Linked DNA regions of Mus musculus: regions 1, 2, 3, 5 and 6 are each linked to region 4. The links are chromatin contacts, called in public HiChIP or PLAC-seq, Micro-C and promoter capture Hi-C maps. All regions are on one chromosome and are shown on one strand. Each heading gives the region's core, a stretch centred on a gene start, on an enhancer-like site or on the middle of the called end of the contact. The rest is flanking DNA. Distances are from core to core; before and after follow the strand shown.

The links. Promoter capture Hi-C pulls out the DNA fragments that hold promoters and counts their contacts. A called contact is a pair of places that touch in the nucleus more often than the background predicts. HiChIP or PLAC-seq counts read pairs in DNA pulled down with a chosen protein or histone mark.
Region 1: a contact with region 4 is called in a FOXA1 HiChIP or PLAC-seq map of pancreatic cancer cells. The contact joins the enhancer-like site here to the promoter of Baz2a in region 4. A contact is called at or near these places in 1 of 39 promoter capture datasets (neural stem cells), 7 of 115 datasets of contacts at active chromatin or transcription factors (astrocytes, bone marrow-derived macrophages, embryonic forebrain and 4 more) and 5 of 9 other capture datasets (adipose tissue, bone marrow-derived macrophages, liver and 2 more).
Region 2: a promoter capture Hi-C map of stem cell-derived epiblast-like cells shows a contact between it and region 4, with 4 times the contacts expected there. The contact joins the promoter of Lrp1 here to the promoter of Baz2a in region 4. A contact is called at or near these places in 6 of 39 promoter capture datasets (the 3T3-L1 cell line, 3T3-L1-derived adipocytes, embryonic stem cells and 3 more), 1 of 484 Hi-C or Micro-C datasets (embryonic stem cells), 13 of 115 datasets of contacts at active chromatin or transcription factors (astrocytes, bone marrow-derived macrophages, embryonic forebrain and 10 more) and 2 of 9 other capture datasets (adipose tissue and liver).
Region 3: a promoter capture Hi-C map of liver shows a contact between it and region 4, with 2.9 times the contacts expected there. The contact joins the promoter of Rdh1 here to the promoter of Baz2a in region 4. A contact is called at or near these places in 12 of 39 promoter capture datasets (the 3T3-L1 cell line, 3T3-L1-derived adipocytes, the C10 cell line and 8 more), 1 of 484 Hi-C or Micro-C datasets (embryonic stem cells), 4 of 115 datasets of contacts at active chromatin or transcription factors (embryonic stem cells and microglia) and 3 of 9 other capture datasets (adipose tissue, liver and pancreatic islet).
Region 5: a contact with region 4 is called in a Micro-C map of embryonic stem cells, with 3 times the contacts expected there. The contact joins the promoter of Smarcc2 here to the promoter of Baz2a in region 4. A contact is called at or near these places in 14 of 39 promoter capture datasets (the 3T3-L1 cell line, the C10 cell line, the HPC-7 cell line and 9 more), 2 of 15 datasets of contacts at CTCF or cohesin (the NIH/3T3 cell line and embryonic stem cells), 24 of 484 Hi-C or Micro-C datasets (the C2C12 cell line, CD4 T cells, the HL-1 cell line and 14 more), 20 of 115 datasets of contacts at active chromatin or transcription factors (the SCID.adh cell line, T-cell acute lymphoblastic leukemia, acute myeloid leukemia and 13 more) and 3 of 9 other capture datasets (adipose tissue, liver and pancreatic islet).
Region 6: a promoter capture Hi-C map of liver shows a contact between it and region 4, with 2.7 times the contacts expected there. The contact joins the promoter of Nab2 here to the promoter of Baz2a in region 4. A contact is called at or near these places in 23 of 39 promoter capture datasets (the 3T3-L1 cell line, 3T3-L1-derived adipocytes, the C10 cell line and 16 more), 2 of 15 datasets of contacts at CTCF or cohesin (the NIH/3T3 cell line and embryonic stem cells), 26 of 484 Hi-C or Micro-C datasets (the Ba/F3 cell line, CD4 T cells, CD8 T cells and 18 more), 29 of 115 datasets of contacts at active chromatin or transcription factors (the 230-238 cell line, the SCID.adh cell line, SST interneurons and 21 more) and 5 of 9 other capture datasets (adipose tissue, embryonic stem cells, liver and 2 more).

What each region holds. Positions count from the first base shown.
Region 1 is chr10:127,584,293-127,588,938 of GRCm38.p6, reverse strand. It overlaps Lrp1 (low density lipoprotein receptor-related protein 1), which reads left to right. Exons shown (of 89, transcript NM_008512.2): 14 at 329-530; 15 at 745-870; 16 at 4,186-4,326; 17 at 4,501-4,626. Among named protein-coding and RNA genes, the nearest start is that of Gm16217, 9.6 kb to the left of the region's middle. Within about 2 kb of position 2,593, at least 26 of the 459 cell types and tissues checked have an H3K27ac peak or open chromatin away from gene starts, as enhancers often do. A contact at or near this core is called in bone marrow-derived macrophages and pancreatic cancer cells, where this site is marked.
Region 2 is chr10:127,618,299-127,623,313 of GRCm38.p6, reverse strand. It overlaps Lrp1 (low density lipoprotein receptor-related protein 1), which reads left to right and starts at 2,166. Exons shown (of 89, transcript NM_008512.2): 1 at 2,166-2,696. The coding sequence starts at 2,627.
Region 3 is chr10:127,758,014-127,762,570 of GRCm38.p6, reverse strand. Rdh1 (retinol dehydrogenase 1 (all trans)) reads right to left here and starts at 2,808. Exons shown (of 4, transcript NM_080436.3): 1 at 2,321-2,808. The coding sequence starts at 2,633.
Region 4 is chr10:128,090,456-128,095,105 of GRCm38.p6, reverse strand. It overlaps Baz2a (bromodomain adjacent to zinc finger domain, 2A), which reads right to left and starts at 2,323. Exons shown (of 30, transcript NM_054078.2): 1 at 2,256-2,323.
Region 5 is chr10:128,457,754-128,462,157 of GRCm38.p6, reverse strand. It overlaps Smarcc2 (SWI/SNF related, matrix associated, actin dependent regulator of chromatin, subfamily c, member 2), which reads right to left and starts at 2,843. Exons shown (of 29, transcript NM_001372395.1): 1 at 2,721-2,843; 2 at 687-806. The coding sequence starts at 2,831. It overlaps n-TScga2 (a tRNA gene), which reads left to right and starts at 3,613; the gene lies at 3,613-3,694. Mir8105 (microRNA 8105) reads right to left here and starts at 3,478; the gene lies at 3,390-3,478.
Region 6 is chr10:127,663,702-127,668,296 of GRCm38.p6, reverse strand. It overlaps Nab2 (Ngfi-A binding protein 2), which reads left to right and starts at 1,594. Exons shown (of 7, transcript NM_008668.2): 1 at 1,594-1,921; 2 at 3,159-4,032; 3 at 4,424-4,557. The coding sequence starts at 1,839. 1700012D01Rik (RIKEN cDNA 1700012D01 gene) reads right to left here and starts at 1,174. Exons shown (of 2, transcript NR_045171.1): 1 at 914-1,174.

The DNA of each region.
Region 1 (4,646 bases), core at 1,344-3,843, 510 kb after region 4:
TACCCATCACAGCTCAGCCCATAATAAATCCCAATAAATGTTGCTTAGGTAGAGAAATAAATGGCTGAATGTTGGTGTATGTGTGTGCGCAAGTGCACATGTGTGTTCATACATGTGTGTGTGTGTGTGTGTGTGTGTGAGAGAGAGAGAGAGAGAGAGAGAGAGAGAGAAACACATAAATGACATATTGAACAGCCTTATGAGAGGTCCGTATGGACAGTGTCCTTTCTGAGTCACCTGATGGAGCCAGCACCACCAGGGCCCCTAGTTGTCCCTTGGGAATCTCTATTTGCCCTCCTCTCCTCAGAAACATCACCTCCATTCCTAGATTGTATATGAGGGTCCTGAACTGAATCATGCCTTCGGCCTGTGTCACCATGGCAACTACCTCTTTTGGACCGAGTACCGGAGCGGCAGCGTCTACCGCTTGGAACGGGGCGTGGCAGGCGCACCGCCCACTGTGACCCTTCTGCGCAGCGAGAGACCGCCTATCTTTGAGATCCGAATGTACGACGCGCAGCAGCAGCAAGGTGCTCCTTTATGGGCTGGGGATGGCGGGTGGGTAGGGTGGGACCCCTGGCTTTAATGTCAAAGACTTCCCAGAAGCCTCTGTTCCCCATTCACTTCCATTCCCTCTCTTTCAACGCAACCTTCCTTTCCCGACTTCCTCTTTGGTCTCCTCACTTTGTGTATTTTTCCTTTCCTGACCCTGCCTCCCCATCCTTTTCCTGCCCTCTCCTGCAGTGGGTACCAACAAATGCCGGGTAAATAACGGAGGCTGCAGCAGCCTGTGCCTCGCCACCCCCGGGAGCCGCCAGTGTGCCTGTGCCGAGGACCAGGTGTTGGACACAGATGGTGTCACCTGCTTGGGTATGAGGGGCCTGGCTTGCACAAGGGTGGGAAGGTAGCTCCAGCAGAAGAATGGCAGAGGGCAGGGGAGTTCTCTGTGTTTCCAGTAGAGATTAAGGAAGCAAAGAGGGGGCCCTGAGATGCTGACAGGAAGCAAGGGATAGGGTTCAGAGAAGGCTCTGGGGCTAAAGGAGGATTGGGGGTGGGGTAGTTCTGAGGGCACGAAGATGGGGCAAGTGAATGAGGAACGAGACAGCGAGTAAGAAAGGAACTATTCTTAACTCATTTTAGCTTTGGCTATCATTACAGTAAAATAACAGTATTTCAGAACACTATAGGCTGGAACTACTCCTTAACAGCAGCACTCAGGAGGCAGAGGCAGGTGGATGTCAGTGAACGTAAGGCCAGAATGGTCTGCCTGGAGAATTCCAGGTCAACCCGAGCTGCAGAATAAGACCCTGTCAAAAAAAAAAAAAAAAAAAAAATCAAAAGTAAAACTGGAAAAATTCTGTAAATTAGCCGGGTAAGGTATACATGCCTAGAGTCCCTGCACTGTGGAGGCTGAAGCAGGGGGATTATAAGTTCCAGTCCAGCATGGATATTCTAGCTCAAAACCAAAAATTTAAAAAGGAAATAAGGAGAAATAAAAACCCTGATCCAACCAGTGAACATGAATATGATGTGGTAAGTCACACGAGGTACTTTCTTCCCTAGGTGGGTAGTTCTGTTTTATACACAGCCCTCATCCAGTGTGTACATGAATCTCCTGCCTCTTTCGGCTCTTACCCGCCACAGTATTCTCTGTTTTATCCTTACTATTTATTTATTGTACTGAGGATCAACCCAGTGCCTCATATACACTAGATAATCACTCCACCAACGTGCTACACCTTCAGTTCCTTACATTCATGATTTTATTGATTAGTTTTTACTTTTTGGTGGGTATTTTGCCTGCGGGTATGTCTGTGTTCCATGTGTATGCAGTGCCCATAGTGGGTGGGCAAAAGGGGGTGCCAGATTCCATGGAACTAAAGTTACAGAGGGTGGTGAGCCACCATGTGGGTTCTGGGGATGGAATCTGGGTCCTCTGGAAATGCAGCCAGTGTGCCTAACTGCCTCTCCATCTCTCCAGGCCCTAAGATCATGATTTAAATAGCCTTGATCTCCTAAACATAAGAAGGGTTCTAGGGATGCTGGCCTTCAGGTAAGGCCTTAGGTCAAATTCCCAGCACCATACACACAATTAAGGTTAAAATAAAAGTAGGTACTCGCCGGGCGTGGTGGCACACGCCTTTAATCCCAGCACTCGGGAGGCAGAGGCAGGCGGATTTCTGAGTTCGAGGGCAGCCTGGTCTACAGAGTGAGTTCCAGGACAGCCAGGGCTACACAGAAAAACCCTGTCTTGAAAAATCAAAAAAAAAAAAAAAAAAAAAAAAAAGTAGGTACTCATTGTAACAATGTAACAATTCATTGTAACAATGAATAAATGTGCTGTGCAGAAAAACATCCTACCAGGCCCTGATGCCATTTTAGGGGGGACTCCTCCCCAATATGTCTGTGTGCATTTATGTCTACATAAAAGGGCATTGCTGCATGCATGTTCTTCTGGCCCCTGCTTCCGTTGCTAAGCAGCGATTTTAGTGGCCAAACTGTACCGTTTAGTAAATGTTCCATTGTTGACTCAGCCATTTCTCTGCTGATGTGTGTTGGTTTTTGGGTTTTTTTTTTTATAACCACAGCCAACATTCACTAAGCATACATTATGTGTGGTTTTAAGAATTTCCCATGTAGTAGCTTACTTGTCCTCTAACACGTCTCTGTGGGGACAGCATTTTTTTATTTACAAGGGTTGAAACTGAGGTCCAAGTTAACACAGGCATCCCGATATGAAAGTCTGACCCCATTTATTTATTAACCCTTTTGTATTGATCACATACTTACACTTTCTCATAGCTGGAATAAACTTTTTTATCACAGTTCTGGGAGTGAACTGTATCAGTAGCTGGATGTGGTGGCCTACACCTTTAATCTCAGCATTCAATAGGAAGAGGTGCGTGGATCTTTGTGAGTTCCAGGCCAACCTGGTCTACACAGAGAGTTCCAAGCCAGTCAGGGCTATATAATGAAATCTGCTCTCAAAACAGAAATACAAAAGGGAGAAAAAAGAAAAAAAAAAAAAAGGCTCAGTAGAGATCAATGTCCTGTTGAGAACAAGACAGAGGGCTGGGAGAAGCAGAGGGTGTGAAAGGCCAGGGCACTGGAACTGTCTTTGTGAACACTGACATCATTAAGAATAGAGGCAAGGGGCTGGAGAGATGGCTCGGTAGATAAGAGCACTGACTGCTCTCCCAGTGATCCTGAGTTCAATTCCCAGCAACCACATGGTGGCTCATAACCATCCTTAATGGGATCTGATGCCCTCTTCTGGTGTGTCTGAAGACAGCTATGTATATTCATATACATAAAAATAAACAGCTGGGTGTGGCGGCACACGCCTTTAATTCCAGCACTTGGGAGGCAGAGGCAGGTGAATTTCTGAGTTCAAGGCCAGCCTGGTCTACAAAGTGAGTTCCAGGACAGCCAGGGCTATACAGAGAAACCCTGTCTCAAAATACAAAAAAAAAAAAAAAAAATTAACAAACAAACAGAGCCAGGACTGGTTGTAGAGAAGGTGGCAGTGGACCAGGAGCAGAGCATCCTTAGTCTTGATGAAGCAGCCTGAGCAGGTCAGCACTGGTTTCTAGAAAGGAAGGGAAAAACAGCTAAGAAGCGGCTGTGCGGAACAAGGAGCACACATACCACCTTCAAGGCCCTGTGGTCCACGGAGTAGAGGAGAGAGCGTTGGTGACCCATGGGACCCTGCAGAGGTTTTAGAAACTGGGTGAGAAAAGCGAATGCAAAGCTCAGGTGACTACACCAAAGGTCTGCTTAGATGCTAAGGCAGACAGTGATGGAGAGGTACCACTGCAGCTGGGGATGGGAAGAGTGGAGCATGCAGAGATCTGGGGATCTGTGTTTACTTACCAGGTGGAGTCAATGGCTTTGTGAAAGACCAAGTCCAGGACAGGATCTTGGGGGCTCCTGAGATGACACCTAGGGGCCGTTCAGAGTCAGCAGTGGACCAAGCACATCTCTGTGACCTGTAGAACTATTTTACTCTCAGACCACAGGGAGATACAGACATTGCCAGGGCAGGGTGTAGTCCCCCTTACCGTATTGAACCGAATAATCTGCTCACGGAGAAAACAGTAAATCAGAAGAGAAGTACAGGGGTTTTAGCGCCTGTCCCGTGGCCTGGGTCTGACCTTACCCCTCACACTCCTGTGGTGCCCACAGCGAACCCATCCTACGTGCCCCCACCCCAGTGCCAGCCGGGCGAGTTTGCCTGTGCCAACAACCGCTGCATCCAGGAGCGCTGGAAGTGTGACGGAGACAACGACTGTCTGGACAACAGCGATGAGGCCCCAGCACTGTGCCGTGAGTCACTGTTCCCATCCTGGGTGGCCGGGCAGTGGGACCCTGGATGTGTGCCACTGCCCAGTAGTGGGACACTGGATGTGCGCCTGCACAGGGCAGTGGGACTCTGCATATGTGTCCGTGAGAACAGAGAGTCGGTTCTCACTGACCCCTGACCTCTCCCCCAAACCCCAGATCAACACACCTGTCCCTCGGACCGATTCAAGTGTGAGAACAACCGGTGTATCCCCAACCGCTGGCTCTGTGATGGGGATAATGATTGTGGCAACAGCGAGGACGAATCCAATGCCACGTGCTCAGGTGTGGACTCGGGCACGGTA
Region 2 (5,015 bases), core at 917-3,416, 470 kb after region 4:
GCTGGAGTTACAAACAGTTATGAGCCAACCCAATGTGTGTGCTGGACACTTAGGACCTTAGTAAGAACAGCAAGAGCTCTGAGCCATCTCTCCAGCCCCACGTCTCTTTTCTTTTCTTTCTTTCTTTTTTCTTTCTTCCTTTTTCTTTTCTTCATTTCTCTTTTCTTTTCTTTTTTAATGTGGTTGTTGTTTTGAAGGGTAGCCACTGAGACAAAGAATAAAAGGATGAGTGTTATCGGAAATACCCAGGACAGGTCCATGGAAGAGACGCGAGGTGAGAAGGTCAGGAAGAAGATTCATCTGTGTAAGCCAAGCGGCAGGCTCTTAGCCTTCTCAGGCTACAAGCTGCATGGTAGCTATTGATATCTTTTTTTTTTTCCCTGTCAACGTTGCCTGAGGTCAGTTTCAACCAGATTTTGCTTGGACCACAATATTGGGTGGAGACCTAGCAGAAGCCTGTGAGCATCCACTAAAAATATTTAGTGACTCCATGCCTGGGCCTGGCACTGTATTAGGCCATGGAAGCTGGATAAAAGAATAACAGACCACCCCTGCTGAGAGAAACCCTGTGCTAGAAAAAAAAAAAAAAAAAAAAAAAGGAGGAGGAGGAGGAACAGGAGGAGGAGGAACAGGAGGAGGAGGAAGAAGAGGAAGAAGAAGAGGAGGAGGAGAAGGAAGAGGAGGAGGAGGAAACCTTCAGTATATTTCAAAAGGAAGAAAGACATCAGGCCTCTACTTGAGCACAGGCTGGAAACTGGACGGAGGAAAGATGGATCCTGAGAGTCCAGCCTGGGAGACTATACAGTTAGCCTGTCCGTGAGCCGCATAAGCTCTCATTGAAGAAAGGCTCTCAGTCATTAATGGACAAGTCTATTTTCTGCCAGTGACAGGCTGGAGTGTGTGTGGGGGTCACTCCTGTGGAGTTAGTGTACTGGTCCCTGGTCTTTAAAGTTCATCTCTAGCCAGGGATGTCGCCTGCTGAGCTTTCCAGAACTTTCACTTCAGGTCACAGAGAAAGTCAGACACTAAGGGTTACAGTCTTCAAACGTCGCCCACAAGAGGGCAGTGGCCGGAAGCACGTTCGCCGGCCCTAGGAACCGCCCGATGCTTTCTGGACTCCAGAGTACCGTTCCCAAACCGACTGAGACTGGGGACAAAGGTCCGGCACTCAGCACACAGCCCCCTAGGACTGGTGTCTGGTAGCGGAGCTCTGGAGTCCTTCATTCCAACTCCCTGTAGTTTGGCATCTGAAACCCTGACTTGGTGGGAGGCCAGTCAGAAGGTATCAAAAACAAAACAAACAAACAAAAAAAAAATCGAGCCTGACCTCTCAGGGCGAAAGGGGATGGCTCTACCCCAACCCCACCCTCTGGTGAGTCACCTCTCTCCAAACCAGAGCCTGCCTCTCCTGCGCCCCGTGCCAGGCGAGCAGGGCTGGGCGGGTACTAAGGTGGGCTCCATCCCTGAGCCCAAGGCGGGCCGACAAGCTGCAGCGTGTCCCCGCGGGTGTCCCTGTTTACTCTGAGCCCTGGAGCGAGGTGGGGGCGGGTCCATGTGGCCACTCCTTCACTCCGCCTCCTGAGGACGCAGGCCCCAATCCCAGACCGGTTCTTACAAAGTCTCCAAATCAAAGCTCAGCCTTTCCCGCACCTTCCCGGCGGACCGGCCACCCCTGCCCCCACCCTAGGCTAGGGAGGCACTGTCTGGGTTTCCCCAAGGAAATCAGGCCTCCGCCTAGACAGCGGCTCGGGACCCCACTGAGGGGATCTGAAATCCTGGGGTGTGACATAGAGTTTTAAAGAGGCACTAGAGCGCAGCTCTCCTTGCCCCTTACCCCATTCCCACCCTTGGCTCTACCGGCTCTAGGGAGCGCTGGGATGAGGTAGACGCAGTTAGAGGACAGGGTGCCCGGGGACTCCCACTCTCGGACCGCTTCCCAGAACTCCAAAGCTTGTAGCGCCTCCGACTCCCCCTCCCCAGGGCAGCGCGCCAAATCAGCGCATGCGCACTGTCAGGATTGCCGCGTAGCTCTTTCTCCCCCCCCCCCCACCTCTTTTTTTCTTTCCCCGCCCCTTCCCTCCTTCCCTCCTCTCCCTGTCCCCTCCCTCTCCCCTCTGAACACCCCCCTCCCTCCTCCCCCCCACCCCCCCCCCCCGCGGCACTTCAGTCAGGGGAGCAGCGGTGCGAGCTCCAGGCCAGTGCACTGAGGAGGCGGAAACGGGGGAGCCCCTAGTGCTCCATCAGGCCCCTACCAAGGCACCCCCATCGGGTCCACGCCCCCCACCCCCCACCCCGCCTCCTCCCAATTGTGCATTTTTGCAGCCAGAGGCGGCTCCGAGATGGGGCTGTGAGCTTCGCCCTGGGAGGGGGAGAGGAGCGAGGAGTAAAGCAGGGGTGAAGGGTTCGAATTTGGGGGCAGGGGGCGCACCCGCGTCAGCAGGCCCTTCCCAGGGGGCTCGGAACTGTACCATTTCACCTATGCCCCTGGTTCGCTTTGCTTAAGGAAAGGATAAGAATAGAAGAGTCGGGGAGAGGAAGATAAAGGGGGACCCCCCAATTGGGGGGGGCGAGGACAAGAAGTAACAGGACCAGAGGGTGGGGGCTGCTGTTTGCATCGGCCCACACCATGCTGACCCCGCCGTTGCTGCTGCTGCTGCCGCTGCTTTCAGCTCTGGTCTCCGGGGCCACTATGGATGGTGAGTGAGATTCCGGCGGCCCCCATGGACCCCTGGGGGCTCCCCCTCCCCAACCCCCACTCCTGCGTCTGGATGGGGAAGGGAGACGCGGGAGGGGGTGCCTTTTGTTATCCCAGTCCAGCTGACACAGCAGAGGCCTGACTGGGGGCGGGGATGGGGTCTGATTTGGGGGATGGGAGCCTGGGACAAATGATGCTTCCAGGGCCCCCCAGCTCAGACAAAGACCAGAGGCCTGGGTAGGAAAAGAGGGCTCCCCCTTTTTCTGATCTTGGGATTAAGAGGCCTTCTCTTCCTATCTCTGGTACGGGAGGGCCTCTGCCTCCCCTACATCCTCCACCCTCCCGCCCCCCCACCCCCATCTGAATTGTGAAGGAATCCGGATTTGCTGTGTACCGCTGCAAAAGGGGGCGGAGGGCCTTTTGCAGTGGACTCTGAAGGCTGGAAGGCAAAGCCGGCTAGGGGTGCCCTGCTGGCCAAAGGGCAGGCAGGCCGAGAAAGCTGTGGGTGGGGATAGGCAGGGCCCCCTGTTTGGGTGTGGAATGAGCCCTGCATCCCAGGCATGGAGGCCCGGGTCCAGAATCCTGGGCTGCCTGCCTGGGTTCCGAAGTGAGCAGCTCCCCGCTGAGGGCCTCAGTCAGGAGCCCGGTTGAGGGATGGAGGGGTCTGGTGACGCTTATGGCTGGCTTTCCCTTCTTAATTCCTGGGAGCTTTAAGATGAGAGGAAAAACGTCAGATGTCATCATTCTGGAAGAGACTGGAGAATGGTCTGGAACGCTGGGGAGGGGTTCAGAGGAAGCTCTGTCTCCCCGATTTCAGGCTTGATCACAGTTTGGGTTGGAAGGAGAGTTGGAGGTTGGGATGGGGGTTATGACCATGCCCCCAATCCTGCTCATTTAGTAAATGTGTAAAGCCCAGCCCTGTCTCACTTCATACATACACTTTGTATATTAGTTAGGTTTGGGCTGCTGTGTTGTTTTGGGGGAATTGCATGCCCCTCGTCCCTATTTCTGTCAGCTGTTTTTCCTCTTCCATGAGTCCCCAGTTCAAGACTTGCCCAGGCTTCACGCTGGGGTCATGGGGTTGAATTGGGCTGGGTCCCTAACTTGAGAAGGGGTGAGATTTTGTGACTTCCTGTCAGGTTTGCCTCTCACTGAGGACAACAGCTTCGTAGCATCTTACAGCCCTCCTCTGCCTTCAAGAGCTTGCCAGGCCGGGATTGGGAAAGTTTTTCTCTGAAACTAGATTATGTATCCTCCCCCACCCCTGTCTCTAACTTGTTTCAGTTGTGGGAGGAGGACAAGAGGGTCAGGAGGCAGCTGTGCCCAGGAAAACAGTTTACTCAGTGGCCTTCAGTCATGTCATGTCGGGGACTGTCTTGTCTAGCTGCCACCCCTAATTTTCTGCCTGCGATGAGGAAAGAGACTTTGCCCTGTCAGGCAAGCCTGTGCAGCCACCCTCTGTCCTTCACATCTAACGTCATCCCGTGCTTTCTTCTTGGTCTCAGAGCTGGGATGGGAGAAGAAGGGAAACTGAGGCAAAGAGCTTTGGGAAGAAAATGTATTAAGCAAGAAATGGACCTGCCAGAAGCCCTGTGGAGGAGGGTGGATGGAATCAGGTAGAAGGGAAAGATGCCCGTGGAGATGTGTGGCTCATTCAGTGCTGGGTCCTGGGAAGCAGAACCCCCAAGACCCTAAATGCTGGGCTAAGTTGATAGGTGGTCATTGAATGAGGAACTCTGACACGTTCCCCTTAACTGTCTCTAGCCGCGTACCTCTAAGTCTCCAGTTCATTTCAGCTCTGCACACAGTTTCTCAGGGCTGGGATAAAGGTCAGTGGTAGGGTATTTGTCCTAGTGCACGGGATGCCCCCTGTTCCATCTCTGGCAAGAAATACAGTCCGAGAGAAAGGACTACCTCCTGGGGAGGAAGAGAGAACCTGTAGAAAAGTAGACCCCGTGCATTCTGGAGCTCTTAGCCAAGCCCTCTAGACACTGAACATTCGTCTTGGCTTTCTAGAGAAGGACCCTTCTGCCTCGACCTACCTAACAGTTCTAATTGCCCTTCCTGTTGCTCAGGAATAACTCTAGGGACCGCCCCATACTCTCTTCCCTCTGTGTCTGAAACTCATCCGGGAGTCCTTTGCCTTATGGGGTGAGAGGCTTCACTTCCTCCTGGTAGACACATTTGGATACATTTGTAGCCAAGGAGGATGGAAAAGGCAGAGAAGGATCATTGACAGCCCTGCTGAGATGGGACACTTCGTGGTGGAGGAACTTGACAGGCAGCCAGCTCAGGGAAGACAGCTGACTTCTTTCCCCAG
Region 3 (4,557 bases), core at 1,559-4,058, 330 kb after region 4:
CTCTCTGAGCAGTTCCACACACCGCTGCCTCTAAGAGTAAAGATCTGGATTTGTACCTCAGTCTGCACAGTGCTCGCCTCCCAAGCATAAGGACCTGAGCTATTGCCCACAAGCCACCTTAAAAGCTGAGAACGGTGGCTTGCTTGTAATCCTAGAACTGGGGGGTGGCGGGGGAGATCTAGACAGGAGCCTACTGGCCCAATGGCCTCCATAAATCTGTGAATCCCAGGAGGTAGATCTTTTCTAAACAACCAAATAAACAAAAATGGCATAAGACCAAAGTAGACAGCACCCCCACCTGAGGGTGTGTCTTCAGGCCCACACACCTTGACACATCCAGCATCGATACTGAGAAACTTCTGTGAGGTGCTTACAAAATACAAGGCTAACCTGAAGGAGCAGGCAACGCTACAGCACAGCCCCACCCTCTGCCTCAGAAAACATATCTCTCTCTCTCTCTCTCTCTCTCTCTCTCTCTCTCTCTCTCTCTCTCTCTCTCTCTCTCTCTCCATTCTCCCACAGGACACAGACGAGTGTCTGTCTAGTCACTAAACTACAAATCCCCAGCAGCCACCTGGTAAGTGCTGTGGCCCTCAACAGCATCTCTTCACTTTTACCCACCGTGCAGGGTCAACTAAGCGACATAAGGCAACTGTGGTGCTTGCTAACTTTGAAAAATTGGTCCAGGCTGGAGAGATGGCTTGGCATTTAAGAGCACTGTGGGCTCTTCCAGAGGTCCTGAGTTCAGTTCCCAGCAACAACCACACAGTGGCTCACAACCATCTGTAATGAGATCCGATGCCCTCTTCTGGGGTGTCTGAAGATAGCTACAGTGTGCTCATATAAATAAAAATCTTTAAAAAAAAGAAAGAGAGAGAGAGAGAGGAAGGAAGGAAGGAAGGAAGGAAGGAAGGAAGGAAGGAAGAAAGAAAGAAAGAAAGAAAGAAAGAAAGAAAGAAAGAAAGAAAGAAAGAAAGAAAGGAAGGAAGAAAGAAAGAGAACCAAAAGAAAAATTGGTCCAAAAACCGCGTGCCCTATCAGTCCAAAAATCATACCTTGCCCTTCTAGAGAGAGATGTAAACTGTTTAACCAAGACGCTTTACTCTTAGAATCCTAAAACACGTTTACTAAAACTGCTTACAAGAATACTACTTATGACCATAAATGTAGGAAACAAGTTGGGGGTGGCAACACATACCTGCAATCCCCATGCAAAGGAGGCTGAGACAGAAAGATCATGAGTTCAAGGCCAGCTCTGTATAGAGATCCTGTCTCAAGCCCAGCAGCAGTGGCGCACTACTTTTAGTCCCTGCATTCCACAGGCAGAGGCAGGTAGACCTTGGCCAGCCTGGTCTACATAGTGAGTTCCAGGACAGCCTGGGCTACACAGAGAAACCCTGTCTTACAGAGACAAAAAAAAAAAAAAAAAGAAGCAAACATAAACATAAATGTACTAAACAATGGGAGTTTCTGACTCAAAAGTTAAAACAGTGGGGTATTGTTAAAGGTTAGGATTTTCTAGTTCATTAGATATTGTCATTCAAAGAAACGTTATTGAAGTGGTTAAAAAGTCCTCACCTTTTTAAAGAGAAAACAATGTATTCACTTTAACACATACAGGTCAAAGTGTTACTAGTTTTTACCCACTGGGTGGGTGGATCACAAGGTTGTGGATCACAAGTTAACATTTCTTCTGTTCTCTAGTGTTTTGAACAATGACTATGTTTTCTATTTATTCTTAGGTTCCTTTAAACCACTCCGTTTTGTTTTTTGTTTTTTCCTAACTACTAGAATATTCAAAGAAGAGCAACCCCGTTCCTAGTATTTAGTCCCCCAAGTCAGTCCTTAAGCTGCTCTGGCCTGCTCTGTACACGGAACGATCATGTCTCCCTTCACAGAGGACACAGCTGAAAGGTAAGAGCAGGTATGCTGTTGACTCAAGTGATCCACCCCAGCATGGCTCCAGATGTCCTGCACACACAGCCCAGGGCCAAGTCCCATCCTCTGCTCCAAAAGGTACCCTGCTCTAACGTGACAGGCGGCATCCAGCAATCTAGATTTTCTGCATAGAAAAGATGACAGAGCAGAGACAGGAATGTGAAGGGGTAAGTCCTCACCAGGGCACCTTCTTACCAAGACCAGAGCACTTGGGAGACAGAAGGTAGGGGCTGGAGAGGGAAGAGAGAGAGTACTCAGGTGATGTACTGGGTTACTTCAGGGCCCCCAAGCCCCATTAGGGATCTGGCCAGGGAGTATAAAGGGGAGGCCCCCTTCAAACAGGGAGACAAACCAGCAACACAGACAGGAATCTCAGTGGTACCTCTGTTCCCAACACGCTCCTTCACCCACTGAGTGGCTGCCACAATACTCTCTGTCTTGGTGACATCCAGGATCACTGTCTCCAGCCTGTCAGATGTCTTGTTCCTCAGCTCCTCGGCTCCCTTCTCCGTCAGACATGCAGCCAATACCCTCATGCCTCTCCTGTCCAGCTGTCTGGCCAGCAGGTTCCCAAAGCCAGAGTCACAGCCCGTGATGAAGACATACTTGTCTTGGAGATGGCTCACCACCTGCCTCTCCCTAAAGAAGCGCAGGAGCGTCCACAGGCCCACCAGTGCAACCAGGTAGAGCCACATGGTTTACACAGCTGCTTTCAGGACAAAATGAGCCTGCCCCGTTTTCAGAGAGTAATAGGAATGCAAAAAACTGTGGCAGGCAGCATAGCCTACAGACTTCTGGCAAGTATGACAGTTGCTCCTCTCTGATCTGCTCCTCTCTGATTGTCTCTCTCTAGAACTTGCTTTTCTTTCCTTTAATCCTGCTCCACTTCTCCAGTCCTTAAGCTGATTTTCTGTGCTGATAAGCAAATGCCCCTGGGCACCTCCTACTTAAAAAACACCTCTCTAATTGGTCCACTCATTTCTTCCCTCTTAAGTGTGTGAGATCGTCTAAGCCTAATGACTCATGGCCCACATCCGTCAAGGCCCAGGCTCAGGCTCTGTGTGCCCATGGCCCCATCTGAGCATAGGTAGAACACTATTGCAAATGTAGCCTTGGACTCTGGACAAATTTACAACAAAATTCATTTCTCAACATTTCATTTCCTTGGGCAGACTAAATCACTGTCATTCCTTGCTGGAGCACAGGAAACTAATGCCATAAGAGAGGGCAAGAAGGTATCAGTTGCCTTGTCTGGGACTGGGGAGTGAAGGTCACAAATGTGGCATCTGACCTCAAAGATAAACTGTCCTGGTTTGCTTCCCATTGACATGGTAAACACTATGACCAAAGCAACTTGCAGTGAAAGTGTTTGTTTAATTCAGTTTATGGTCTATCATGACGGAACCTGAAGCAGAGGCCGTGGAAGAACTCTTTTGACTGGCTTGCTTTCCGTATCTCACCTAGCCTGCCTGCATATTCCATCATGGGTGGAACCACCTGCAGTGAGCTGGGCCCTCCCATCTCCAGAAAGTGCCCTATAGATGATCTGACTTTAGCATTTTCTCAGGTGTGGTTCCTCTGCCCAGACAACTCTAGCTTGTGTCAAGTTGGCAAAGAACTACACAGGATATAAAACAGGAAAGGAAGGGGAGGGGGTCTGGGAGTGCCCATGAATGGAAACCCCCAGAACTACTGGCAGAGGAGAGAATGGTGTGTATAAGCCCCTCCCCAACTGTATGGGTTTAGCTTGACATGACTGAGTCATATTGAGCTCTAAGAACCATGATTGCTTCTGATTAACATGAGCCAGTTTTTCCTGCATAGTTTCCCGGGGAAATGTAAGTTAACAAACCCCTCGAGCACTATGTTGAGCTTTGCCATAGGTTGCTGTACCAGGGACCTGCCTGAATTTGGAATGTCTCCATCCCAGCTCTTGTTTTAAATACTGGTCTCTCGGCCACTGGTGCAGGCTGAAGAAGCTGAGGAATCTTTAGGGGATGAGACTGGCAAAGGAAAAATGGTCACTAGTTGTGGTGGGCATTTGTAGGTTATAGCCCCTACCCTCGATTCCGGTCCCTCTACTTCCTGTAAATGACCAAGAACAGTGGCTCTGCCTCGGCTTCCCACACCAGCCGACTGAGTACCCTGCAACTGTGAGCCAAGATATATCTTCCTCCCTAAGGCGCTTCTGCAAGGCATTTGGTCATGTTATCACAGAAAGAGCTAAAACACAGTTGGAGTCCTCCTTGGCCTGTCTGCCTTTCTTAGACTTCATAGCACCTGGGAACTGGTCCTCATGGACTAAGGCTTGGTTGTTCAACAGCATCAGCCTTGGGTGCCAACATTGTCCTCTTCCTTACTGTTCTGGGACTTTCTTGCACACACACCCAGATTCCTCAGACACTCTAAAAACAGAAAGCCTCAGTTGTACAAGGACCTGAACTTCAGCCAGGCTCCAAGAGTTGGAAAGGTGGTATGTATATCCTGGCAGGACATTGAGGAAGGCATTTCCCCTCAGGAGACATGAGACAGGGTCACAGTTTGGATTCCATAGGACCTTCCATGGGGAGTTCTGGGATGGGGAACAGGATGCCACATCCCACAGGAGGCAGAACGAAG
Region 4 (4,650 bases), core at 1,074-3,573:
GGCAGGTGGATTTCTGAGTTCCAGGACAGCCAGGACTATACAGAAAAACCCTGTCTCAAAAAACAAACAAACAAAAATGTGTAACCCCACCACCACCAAGAAAAAAAAAAAAAGCTTAGGTTGGAACTGGCACCTAAGGGCAGGAGAGGGAAGAGACAGATTTAGAGGAAAGCTGGTATCTTTCTGTCCTCTCCTTTTTCCAGGGCAGATGACTCTTCCTACTTCCCACCCGGGGCTAACCAGTTTGAGACAGGGCACGCAGAGGAGGAGCCTGCGCCAGTCAGACGTCCGTGACCACGCCCCTTCGCTTCATCACCACACACCCACACACACCCACCGCTGGCTCCGGAAGAGCCGGTTACTCCTGTGCCCCACTGTTCCCACCCCTTCCGAGCCCCAGGCCTAGTAACCTCGGCTACTTTTAGGCCCAAACCCTGCCCTGAGCCAGTAAAGAAAGAGGTAAGATAGAAGACCACCAGATATTAGAAGAGGAAAAACAGGGCATAATACGTTTTTTCATCTGGTACAGAAGGGCTCCTATCGCTTTATCCCACCTAGGCTGCGATCTTCCCTACTCTCTGAAGGATAAAGGTGGGCAGGGAATACGCCCCAAAGCTTTTTACTTTTTGCCGGGTGCCTTAACATACAACACTTGTGACCTGCCCCCCACCCCCATGCCAAATCTGAACGCAAAAAAGCGGACTTGATCCCATGTGTCCCCAAACATTTGTCAATCCCCATAACAATGTGGCTGGTTAGCCAACAAGCCTCCCTTCAAGAAGCTACTCCAAAGAGAAAGGGGCCAACGGTCATTTTATTAGCAACCTGTGAGAAGAGTGTCTGGGGAACAGACTGAACCTCCCACAAAACAAGCCAGAGGATGATGAGACGTGAAGTGGCGATAAACACCTGCCACCGCCTTCTCACCCTCCAAGTTCCTGCTGTACCTCCCTGTCTCTGGGTCAGCTGTCATTGTGCCAGCCACTCTGGAGCCAGATGGCTGGGGCTATGAGATGGTGGTATGCATCCTAGCTGTACCTTCCCTTTCCTCTTCAAGACACTCCAAGCATCCAACCTTAAGCACTACAGGACACACACACTGCGCCCTTCCCAGCACCTTTAGTTGTGACTCAGAGTAGTATAAGACAAACCCTGACACCCATTCTACTAATTCTGGAGGCAGGGGCACTAGAGAAGGAGCTCGGGGCTCAGCTGGATGGAAAGAGTATTTCCTATTGAAGGTAGGGTAATTATAAAGACCTCCCACTCCATGACTGAACCGATCTTGCCTTAGCCACAGCTCTTGGCCCTGTAGCAATTCCCATTGGTTCCTTTTCGGCACTCAGGTTCGGAGGAGACAATCTCACCGTATTTTGGTAAGGTTAGGTTCTCTCATAATATGCCAAAAAGATTGTAACCCCTCCCCTTCTCCAAGTGGGTCTGCGCCCCTCGGATTTAGTCTCCAAATTCCCCAACGGACAGCTGGGCATATGATAGGCATATAAGACAGTGACATCTCGGGGTTTTTGTTTGTTTTGTTTTCTGGAGTAACCTGAAATAGAGAAGGTTGGGCTTCCTTTGCCTTACCCAGCACCCCCAATCCCTTAGAGACTTAGCCCCAGTCTTGTTCTGCCGCAACAGCCGCTGAAGCGGAGTATCACAAGGTTCCCGCAGCGCCGCTGCCCCCGGCGCCCGGACTAGGGGGAGGGGCCAGCTCCAGCGGGGCCGAGCGCCCTTCCCACCGAGATCAGGGGGCGGTGCTCGGGTCCGACCCCAAACTCGGCAAGAAAAGCTTTAGGTGAGACTTAGCTGAACTTGAAGGGTGAGCGGAGCAGGGCGGACAGCGCCCGTAACGTGCGTCGTACCCCCCGCCCCCCGCACTACCAGGAGAGGGGTTGGGGTGGCGGTTATCTCCCCCCCCCTCCGGGGTTAGGATGGCGTGGGAAAGCGCTAGTTCCAGAGAAGAGGAGGCGAAACCCAGACCGCGGGAGAGCTTTCTGGCGAGGGAGGCGCGGGGGAGGGGAGATCCAGGGCCGGAATAGGAGGGGTTCCCGGGAGAGGATGGCGGAGAGGCGTGAGAAGCCTCCGGATCCCGGGCGCAGAGGACAGGGGAGGAACGGGCGAGGAGGCAGGGCGGGGGAGAGAGCAAGGGCAGCGGGCGCAGGGAAGGTCAGAGCTTGGATCCCAGGGGAGGAAGCGGCTGCGGGGACGCCCTGCCCTGGACCCCGGGCCTGGAGGCGGATGCCGGGCCTCACCTGAAGCAGGGCCGGGCCGGGCGGCGGCGGCGGCGCAGGTGGCCGAGCCGGGCGGCGGCGCCTCCTCCCCCAGCCCGAGGCCGGCGGCGGAGGGGGGGGGGGCGGCGCTTAAAGGGGCAGGAGCCACCCGGGTGAGGACGAGCGCTCAGGGACGGCTGTCGCGAAGGCTCCGCTGGGGGAGGGGACGGCGGGTGGCGTCTCCTAGGGGCCAGAACCAGGAAGGATCCCAGATGCAGGAAAAGACAGAAACTTCTGCGGCGTAGTTGGGGACAGCGGTGGGTCTGAACTGGAGTACTTGAAGAGCTCTTTTTGCCGGCACGGGGCGCCCAGCTAAGACTTATTCACAAAGGAGGCTGGAGAGACAGTGGGAGCCACAAAGATTCAAGGAGGCCTAGGAGAGCAGGAGAGGGAACTCAAGGCCGAGAGCATGTCGGGGTCACGCACAGCGCCCTGCTAGGTAAACAGGCTTCTCCCGGCCCTATCCGTACTACAGCTGTACAAATCTGGAATCAGGAAACCACAGAGGCAAAACGCTCTCTGTCCTGTCAATGGTGGAGGCCATCCGTAACAGGGTCGTGAGGCTGATGCAGGGCTAAGAATCGACTTTATTCATTGCTCGGTTTGGCCCCAGCCACCACCACCACCCTTGCAGCAACCTCTGGGGCAACAGGAAGCAGCTGCTCAGTGCAGCCCCGACCCGGTGGTGGGTTAAAGGGGGGAGGAAGAAACACCGAGAGAAACTAGGGGGAGGGGAAGCATCTCTTACAAGACCAAGACTGAACTAGTAATGAATACAGTAAAATACTACTTGAATCTCTGCACTTAAATTGGAGCGGGGGGTTCTAGGGTGAGGAAGGAAGCCCTAACCTAAGATACAACCCCAGGCTCTTCCTTAGAGCTGGAGCTTGCCAATGCTCAGCAGCTCACCAGCTAAGCCCCGTGTCCCCCCCACAGTCCGTTTCTCTTCCTTCACTCCCCCAAAAGAGCAAAGGTTAGGCCCCACCCCTGCTGAGTCAGCCAGAGAGGGAGCTGGGCATCCCTCAGGCCTTTCCCAGGGGCAGCTATCATACTTACCCATGTCAGGCTGGCAGGACTCAGGATTAGGACCCAGATTCTCACTGTCCTTGGGTCTTGCTTCAATTGAAGGCTACTGTTGGATCCTGTCCAACTATGGGCTGGGAACTCGCAAACCCCAAAAAAGCCAATGTATGCTTCCTGCGAACGACACAGCCTGAACTGCTGTAGGGTGATGTCCCTGTATGACAGACTGGGGTGGGAGGGAGGAGGGAAGGGCGGGGCTTTCATTGGGTGGAGAGAGGGAGGAGGCGAGGACAGGGCCGACCGGAGAAATATGGAGGAAGGTTAGAACTATATTAATACTTTAGGACTGTGGTTGAAGGGGACAGTAAAGGATGAAGGAAACAAAGAGTTACAGCTAGCGAGAGAGAAAGGTTCTCTACAAACCTTAGAGAACACGAACACCGGGATGGAAATGACCTTTAAAATATCAGTTTCCAAGTCTGTACTTGGGTGACAAAGCAGAAAGAGGTGACCTGTGTACTCTTAGGTCTTTATCAGCTTTTTGCCGACTCGAGTCAGGATCTGGAGCTGTCCCCACCCGGTAACAGCATTTCCCCCAACCCAAGCTCCAAGAGCAAACTACCAAGAACAGGCAACTCAGGGGCGCCACCTTCTGTCCTAATCTTGACACAGGAGGGACTGGAGCCAAGGACGTCATAGACAGATGGAAGCTCAAGCCTCTACTCCACCCCAGGAACCTTTCCCAGAGCCCTTTAGGTCACAGAGCTCAGAATTGGGAGTTGAGCTGTCCAGAGCTCTACCCCAAGTGGACAACCTTACAAGGTGAAACTTATAGATGTAGGCTCCTCCCCAGGCCAACTCCAGCTGGTTTGTAAATAGTCATTAGACTATAGAAATACCTCCTTGCAAATAGCCTTAAATAGATTTCAAAATGGTGAGATTGCAGGTCTTGTAGTGTCAAATGCTTCCACAAGAGGCCACTGGCTGGGCTCAAACACGTTGTAAGGCACAAAATACATCCTAGCATAGTGTGTGCTAAGGTACCCATTTTTATGAAGAGGAAGTACTGCTTTTCAAAAGTCCCAGTGGCAACAGTATCAAGATTACTCTTTGTAACATCACCGAAGCCTTAAAACTTTTTCATAAGGGATCTTAAGAGACCATTTTTTTTTTTTGCCCTGAAGACTCAAGCACAAACATGCACAGCTAGGCTTGTTCAAATTTCTGGCAATATATTAAGAATTTTCTGAATGAGTACCTAGACAAGACCCTCAATTGTGACAGATAGTCAGCATTTCCTAAAAACGCAATCCCTGTCTTGAATAAGTTTATCTATTTTCTCCAGGGGAAAAAC
Region 5 (4,404 bases), core at 1,594-4,093, 370 kb before region 4:
GTCCTGGAGCTCACTTTGTAGGCCAGGCTGGCCTCGAACTCAGAAATCTGCCTGCCTCTGCCTCCCGAGTGCTGGGATTAAAGGCATGCACCACCACACCCGGTTTAGGATTTATTTCTTCTGCATGTGTGAGTGCTTTTCCTGCATGCCCATGATGCTCAGAAGGCATCAGATGCCCTGGAACGGAAGCTAGGGATGTTTGTAAGCTGCTATGTGGGTACTAGGAATTGAACCTAGGTCCTCTGTGAGTGCTCTTAGCCACTGAGCTATCTCTTCAGCCCCCAAGAACAACCATGAAAGAGAGAGAGAAACACTGCAGGACTAAACCTGACATTCTCAGATTACTACGGGTTGTGAAGTTTTTCTAAAATAACAGGAATGATCAACTGGGGGCTAGGTCAAGCTGTAATGCTCTGACTATTGATGGACAAGGAAAAAAAAAAAACTCCCCAAAATTTGAAATTTGAAAAAGATGAGTTTTGCTTTTCTTTTTCGACATGGTACTACACACACACTGTCTTTGAATTGCTATATAGATCAGTCTGGTCTCCAACTTTTGATTCGCCAGTCTCAATCTCCCTAATTCTGGATTACAGGCACGTAGAAAAAAAATTTTTTTAAAGAGCAAAACAAACGAAAAACCTCTTCCCAGTTCGGAGGATTTGTCCCCCTCCCCTTGAACTCACCGGCAGTTTAGTAAGCGGTGCGTTGCTGACATGTTTGCCAAAAACCTCTTCCTGAAACTGGAGCAACTGCACCACCAGGCTGGACAGAGACTTGTTGGTTGGCGGTTCTGCTTGTATGTACTTGGGAAGGAGGGAAGGGAAGAAAAACAGATTCCAGATAAATTCTCTACCACCACCCACGTCTCTCCGTGAGTTCCTGGAAGCACCTGGAACAGACAGAATTGCGCCTTCCCCTCCACAGGTCTAGTTTATATATAGAGGGCTTCAGGAGGGACTGGACCCTATTGCCACCAGCCCAGGTGACCGGGACTGAGGACTGGCAGCGAGTGACGCTTTATACTCTTCCTTGGCTGTACCCTGACGTTGGAATGGCAGGACACCGCTATCTCGGCACCTCACCTCCAACCAACTGTAAAAATTCTGAAGGTTGATGGAGCTCAAGGGAAACAAAAACCCCTTTGAGTCTCTAAGTGATACAACAATGTATTTCTTGGGGGAAACATGATAAAGACTAGGCTTCCGTCCATAATGGTGTGTTAAGAGAGCAAGGGAGTGAGGCAGGACATGCTCACTTAAAAACTAAAGCCTGCACATTTTGCTTCTACTGAAGCCAGGCATGGTTGGCATTGTAGGGTCTCCTCTCTAGCAAGGATCTCAGACCACCCACCCAGCTTGATAAATAAGTAGTAAGACAACCGCCGGGAATCCGTGAACTCAAACACTTCCGTACCATACCTACCTTGCTACCTGGGATCCTACCTTTCTGTTCTGTTCACTGAGCCAGGAAGCTACTTTCTCTTTACCTTTTGACCCTTATTTCCTCTACCCTAATTAGAGTCAGCACCTCTCGGTGGGAGGTATAAAGAGATCCGTGAAGGGAGAAGTAAATGACAAAGAGTTAAGCACTTGAAAGCTGAAGCAGGTCACAGCTGTCAAAGCCTTCGGGGCTTCACACCAAGACCCTAGACCGATCTCCCTTTAAAAGGTCAAAGGCAGAAAACTGGGAACCAGAGCCTCACGCTGAGGGTGCACACAAGTCACAGACCCAACAGCTGTTTGTCAAGAGTCTGACACCCAACAGAGAGACCCCAAATGGTTTCAGGGCTAAACTCAAACCAGAATTAGTGGAGCTTTCTGAAGCTGTCCACTGTACTCTGACAGGCTGGCTGCAAGGCTGGAGTAGCAAGAGTTGGGGGCTGTAAAACAAAGCAAGGGAAAAGAACCCTTAGCCGGGGTTGGTGAGGAAGCAGCCCATATCGAAGACAAAAAAGAAAAACGAAAAAAAGCCCAGACACCATGAAGACACAAGAATAAAAATTGGTTAAAAAAAAAAAAAAAGATAGATAGGGCTTCTTGAACCCTTTTGTTCCCCATCCTTATTTCCAGTTACAGGGTGGGGGTGGGGACTAGCGATATGAAGCTTATCCGAGCCTCTGGACCTCAAACCCAAAGCAATGCCAGGCTGGCTGGCTTGCAGAGGACTTCATTATGAAAGGAGGGTTGGAGGGGCTGCTGCCCTAGACTGCCATGTCCTGTCCCCTGAGAGGTTTGCAGCCCTTTAGAAGGAGACTAGGGTAACCCTGGGAGACAGGTGATTTCCCCAGGTAGAGACGCTTTTCAACGGCCTGCTCCGCGCCCGTCTACCCTCCTGCTCTGCCATCTGTCTCAGGACGTACACAAAGCACCACCGGGGAGGCCTGGGCCGCTCTGGCGTCTGGCTCGGCGCGGGGCTCCGGCGGGGGCCCCGCGGCTCGCACACCGGAGGGGAGGAGGCGCGCGGCGGCACCGGTCAGCCTGGAGGGCGAGGGCTGCCGGGCCCGGGCCGCCGCCCGGAGCCGCCGCCGCCCCCGCCAACGCCGCTGCGCTGCACCGGGGCAGAGGGCACGGTGGGGGAGGGGTGGGGGAGGGGCGCGGGCGGGCGGGCGGGAGGCGCGGGGAGGCCTCGGGGAGGGGCGCGGCGGCCGCCGCAGGGTGGGCCGGCCCCGGGAGCGGCGGCCAGGGGCCCTTTGTCCCCGCGCGGCGCTGCCCGCGTACCTTCTTGTAGTTCTTGCCGAGCCAGAGCCGCACGTTGTCGAACTGGGTCACGGTGTCCGCGGCCTCGTAGTACTTCACGTTGGGGCCGCCGTCCTTCTTCCGCACCGCCATCTTCTCGGGCTCGGGCCCCGCCGCCGCCCGCCCCGCTCAGCTCAGCTCCCGCCTCCTCCTCCGCCCGCCTCCCGCCGCCTCCCGCCGCCACGACCGCCGCCTCCCGCCGCCTGGGCCCCGGCCGGCGGAGCGCCCCCTGCCGGCGGCCCTGCGTAGCGGTGGCGGGCGAGCCCGAGCGCGCTCGGCGGACACCCCGGCAGCAGCGGCGGTGGGAGGCGGGCGAGCCCGAGCGCGCTCGGCGGACTTCCCCGCAGCGGCAGCCCGGCTGCTTCCCCGGGTCTCGCAGGACGCGGCTGTAGGACAGCGGAGCCCTCCCCGACTTGGTCTCGCAGCGGCAGTGGGGCTTACTGTTCCACTCCACGGGGAAGCCGGGAGCCCCGGGTCTGCAGCTCCGCCCCGTAACCCCGAGTGGCCCCCGGCACGTACGTTCCCGTGGAACTCTTTCGCTCCAATAAGTTCCTTCCAACCATTCCTGTTTCAACCCACGAGTGTCCCTGACGCTCCTCGTCCCGGTGCACCCAGCACCCCTGGTGCTACCCGGGGGGGTCAGGTGAGGGGTCTCCTCCCTCTGATCTTCGGGTCTCGCCAGTCGCCTCCGCTTTAGGAGTCGGCTGGCGAGCCCCGATTCTTCGACCCAGGTTCAAGCATTGTGGCGCGAAGGTGCGAGGGAGGGAGCGGCTCTGGGTACGAGCCTCGGGCCGCGACCCTGCACCGGTCCGCTCGCACCCAGTCACCCGTGCGGACCCTTTCTGTAAGCGCGCGGCCAACCATAGTTTTGGGAGTCACGGTGGCCGAGTGGTTAAGGCGTTGGACTCGAAATCCAATGGGGTTTCCCCGCACAGGTTCGAATCCTGTTCGTGACGGCAGTTTTTCGTATTTTTTTTCCCCCCTCCTATTAACCAGTAGTTGAGTGGTTGAAAGTGAAAAGGCAGCACTACTCCTTTAGGTTAGACCAGGGTGACATACAAACCAAATTGGGCATCGCTGTATTCGCTGTTAGGATACCAGGCACTTTGAGATATTTTTGAGAATTCTGTAACATTTCATAACAATGAAGAGTAGTCGTTTTGTTTGGGAAAGCTAGTCAAACCTAAGATTTCTAAACAGGGCATCTTTGGAGTTTGTGACCAAAAGTGGAGCCTTGAAGTCTGGTGACTGGAGACACAGAAACAAGCGTTTCTCATTTGGATTTTTCTTTTTAATTTAGACAGGGACTCATGTGCACAGGCTGCCCTTGAACTTGCCTTGCAGCCAAGAATGACTTTAAATTTCTGATCCTCCTGCCTCTACCTCTCAAGTACTAGGAGTTACAGGTGTGCCTGAGCATGCCAGGATCCTTTGCGGCTCGGAACTGAATCCAGGGGTTCAATTTGTTCGATAGGTAAGCATTCTGTTTCGCTACATTCCCTAGCCCTCATTTGAGTTTTCCTGAGATAACCTCAGGTATCACGGGACTAGGAGGAGGCCTACGTTGAGGATTTGTTGGGCACCAGAGGCTGGTTAAAATCTGTGTATATTAACCAAGCAAGGGAATTCCTTTCTCAGGCTCTAACCCTCTCATGTTACCCAGTTC
Region 6 (4,595 bases), core at 345-2,844, 430 kb after region 4:
CCTAAAGGGACCTGTGGGAGGGAGGGGGGCGCCCGGAGCAAAGGCAGTGTGGGCGAAGGATGTGCGTCACGGGGAGCGTGGGCAGGGGGGAGGGCGGGGGCACGAGGAAACCCGGGGCCAGCGGCTGGCAGCCCAGACTCCAAAATAACCGGACGGGGGAGTGGGGGAGGGGCGCCGCACACATTGAAGGAAAGGCCGTCTAGTCGCGCCCTCCTTAGTAGCAAAGGGTCGGGAGAAGGACCCTGCACCTTCCTACAATCCCTAGTATGTTTGGAAGACAAAAACCTGAGCTATTGAAATCGTTCCTCCTAAAGTACCCATCCCTCTTCGGGAAACCAAGAGATCCCCCTCCTCGTCAGTCTGGAATGAATCTGGAATGTAGAACCCGCCCCGACCCACACCACCCACGCCCTGCTGGGGCAAGCCACTCACAAGTGCTGAGCAGAGGGGCGGAGCCGAGGTTTCAAACTAGAGGGACGTTTCCTCTGGCCAGTCGGCCACGCTTTCCACCCCCACCCTCCCTTTCCCCAAAGGCCTACACAACCCCCGCGTGCCCAATACCCCCCCCCCAACCCTCCTAGCCGTGGGCGTGTAATGGGAACCAGATGGGACTAGAAGAAACCGAGGGGGTTGGGCTCCTTGAAGGCGGTCCTCCACGGTGGACAGTCACGTAGACTACTCTTAGCCTTTTGCTCAGCTTCCACTTCACTGTCCAGAGAGGTTCAATAACTCATGACCTCAGAGAAGGTACCTGCCTTTTCCTGGCTTTGCTATCTAGTCGTCCAAGCAGTAAGGCCTGGCCATCAGAAAAGAGGGTGCCACGAAAACATGGTAAACCCATCCGGGCTCTACCTAGCAACCCCGACGTGCCTAACCAACGCTCAAGTAAATAGTAGATTCTAGTATAACTTACGACCAAGGTTTGAGAGCCGCCTCTTCATATTACAACCTTTAGGCCAGAGAACGGTGTTAAGATACCGAAGGGATTCCTGCGCAGCCCCGCGCTAACAGGTTTACCCTAAGGATACATCCTAGGGGAGCCGAGCAGGAGGAACAGCACACCCCGACCCTTCGCTAACTTTTCCCCCATCACTTCTAACATTCAAACTAACGGCTCGGCGCGGCCAGAGTGCGGCCAACGGGCGTCCGCGTCGTTGTTTGGACGCGTGTGCACGTACGTGCGCGTGTCTTTGTATACTTGTGCGTGGTTGTGAAACTGCGCTCTCGGCTCACAGGAGTAGGAGTGGTGCAGGGAGTAGGAATGTAGCCGGCGGGGCGCTCACGTGGGTACGTGGGCGCAGAGAGGGCCGGCTGTGCATCCGGCGTGGGCGGCAAGGAGCGACCTGCCCCGCCCGTTGGGTCCCCAAGCTCCCCCTTCCACAGCTCGGCCTCGGTCACCTCGGTCCCCAACTCAGCGCCCGATTCCTGAGTCCCCGCTCCGCCTCCACACCTCCCCCCCCCCCCCTTCCCCCAAGTCTCCTCCTCTCAGTCTCCACAGCAGCCTCTCCAAGGCTCAGGCCTGGGCTCCCACCCACCGCCTCCGGTCCCAGCCCCCGGTTCTGCCCACGCCCTCCTCCCGCCAGCCCGGCAGCCAGCGCAGCGCCGGGCCTCGCTCCCTGTGCGTCCTGCGGGGGAGGAGGCGCGGAGAGGCGGCAAGCGCAGCCGGGGAGGTGGGGGCAGAGGCACAGACAGAGGCGCGGAGGCTCCGAGAGAGAAGACGTGGAGGGAGGGACGGAGCCTGGACAGCGGTGGACCCGGGCCGCGCGCGCCAGGCAAAGAGCAGCGCGCAGCAGGCGCCGGGCACCGAGAGGGGAGGCACTGGTGATCTCTGGCCGTCCATGCACAGAGCTCCCTCTCCCACAGCGGAACAGCCACCTGGCAGAGGGGATAACACACGCCGGACCCCGCAACCCAGATTCAAGTTAGTGGGCAAAAGGAGGTGGCAGGGAGTGGAGATGGGTGGAGTTGGACTCCGGAATGGGGTCTAAAGGGTGGAGGTCGAAAAGAGGACGTGGGGAAGCGGGACGGAGGTGGGAGGTGGAGACTGATGGAAAAGGGGGTGAGTATTCGAAATAGGGGATCCTGGAAGCAAACAAAGACCCGATGAACCTGGATACGATAGAGTACTGCCTCGTTTTCCACTCCAGGTTTACTCAGTGGGCATAACCTGGCACATGAGCCCCCTGCAAAGAATGTCCCCCCAGCCAGGGGAAGCTCCAGAGCTTGATCTGTCAACAGTGTGAGGGGTGGCGGCTCTTAGCTGTCTCAGTGTGTCATTAGCAGGCATCCGGGAGAAGGTGGTTCCTTTGAGTTAAGCATCTGCGGGCCTGAAGGGGGTGTGCTTCAGGCCTCCCTTGTCCGTGAAATGACCATTCACAGGGTGAGGAGGGGTGCAGCCCCTTCCTCAAGAGACCTTCAACCTCTCCCGCACTCCCTTGTCGAAGATAAGGGTGGAAAACAAGCGAGAGGAGAGTAGGCGGGAGCCCCCAGGCGGTTTTCGCCCACAGACGCTGCTACTGTGGGAGTGTGTGGGAAGAAGGGCCCCAGAGCAGAACAATCAAGGCTTCCCTCCCCCTTTCCCAGAAGAGAGGGGCCTGCTGAATAGTAGGAAGGATCAATCAAAGGAGAGGGGGTAACTGAAGGGAACTGGGCAGCCTTTGGAAAGTTGGGACAGAGTCTAGGAAGGGTGCTTTAATCCTTGGAAGCGAAGAACAGGAGCAAGGGTCTACCAGGTTCCCTAAATGCCAAGGAAGAGGCCACACCCCTCCCTCTCAGCTACCTGGCCAAGGAGTACAGCTGCCAGCAATAGCTCTTAGTATTCTAAGTTAACTTTAATATGGGATGTTACATTAAGTAATGTTGAGGCTGCTGAGTATTTAGGGGGAAGAGGTAAGGACTTAGTTGGGAGGGAAGTGGGTCCAGCCATTTCAGGGAAGTTATGAAAAGTCTCAGGGCTCAAGATGGTGCTGCCCAGACCAGAAAGATCAAAGTAAAAGACGAGGTAAGCGTTTTTCCTGATAGCTTAGGTCGGGCAACCGGCCTTCTGTGCTCCTGGGGATCGGAGGGCACTGTCCAGGAAAGAGGGCAGTTGTTAGTGTGGGTTGGTACCCCAGCAGGGCACTCATACTCACTGCCTCTCTCCTGCCCTTTCTCCTCAGGGCAAGTGCCCCAGCCATGGCACTGCCTCGGACACTGGGTGAGCTACAGCTGTATCGGGTCCTGCAACGCGCCAACCTCCTCTCTTACTACGAGACCTTCATCCAGCAGGGAGGAGATGATGTACAGCAGCTGTGTGAGGCTGGCGAGGAGGAGTTCCTGGAAATCATGGCACTCGTGGGCATGGCCACCAAACCACTCCATGTCCGACGTCTACAGAAGGCTCTGAGAGAATGGGCCACCAATCCAGGGCTCTTCAGCCAACCAGTGCCTGCTGTGCCCGTCTCCAGCATCCCACTTTTCAAGATCTCTGAGACAGCTGGTACCCGGAAAGGGAGCATGAGCAATGGGCACGGCAGCCCAGGAGAAAAGGCGGGCAGTGCTCGAAGCTTTAGCCCCAAGAGTCCCCTCGAACTTGGAGAGAAGTTGTCGCCACTCCCTGGAGGACCTGGGGCAGGGGATCCCCGGATCTGGCCAGGCCAGAGCACTCCAGAATCTGATGTTGGAGCAGGGGGAGAAGAGGAGGCCGGGTCTCCCCCTTTCTCCCCACCTGCAGGGGGAGGAGTCTCTGAAGGGCCTGGGGTTGGGGGGGTGGCAGCTGGTGGTGCAGGGGGTGGTCCAGACCGCCTGGAACCAGAGATGGTGCGAATGGTGGTGGAGAGTGTGGAGAGGATCTTCCGGAGTTTCCCCAGGGGTGACACTGGAGAGATCGCATCCCTGTTGAAGCTGAATAAGAAGCTGGCGCGGAGCGTGGGGCACATCTTTGAGATGGACGATCATGACGCCCAGAAGGAAGAGGAGATCCGGAAGTACAGCGTCATCTACGGCCGCCTGGACTCCAAAAGGCGGGAGGGCAAACAGCTTAGCTTGCATGAGGTGAGGACCCCGGGTCCTCAAGGCTGCCCTTCACTCCTGGGGCTCAGTTCACTTGCCTCTGAGACTTCTTCCGTCTTCCACCTCTGTATGACTGTCCCCACGACCACCCAAGCTCCTTCCCCACACTCACACATACCCAACCCCTGCTGCTGCTTTACGTTCTTGTCACCCAAAGGGAAGCTGAGATAATAGCAGTGAGCCCCGCACTGCTCACATCCTAGGTGCAGGAGGCCCTGATAGGGACAATATCCCCACCCCTGTCTTTAAGTACAGGCAGTTCCTGGGTATTATTTAAAGCAGACAGTCTTTGGATGGACCTCCCAGTGGTGGTAAAGGGGAAAAAAAACAGTAGGAAAGTCAAGGACTCACATTGGCTGTCCTCTTGCCACAGCTGACCATCAACGAGGCTGCTGCCCAGTTCTGCATGAGGGACAACACTCTTTTACTGCGAAGGGTAGAACTCTTCTCACTGTCCCGACAAGTAGCCCGAGAGAGCACCTATCTTTCTTCCTTGAAGGGATCCAGGTGAGACCCCCTCCCCCCTCTTCCCCAGGGCCATTTGG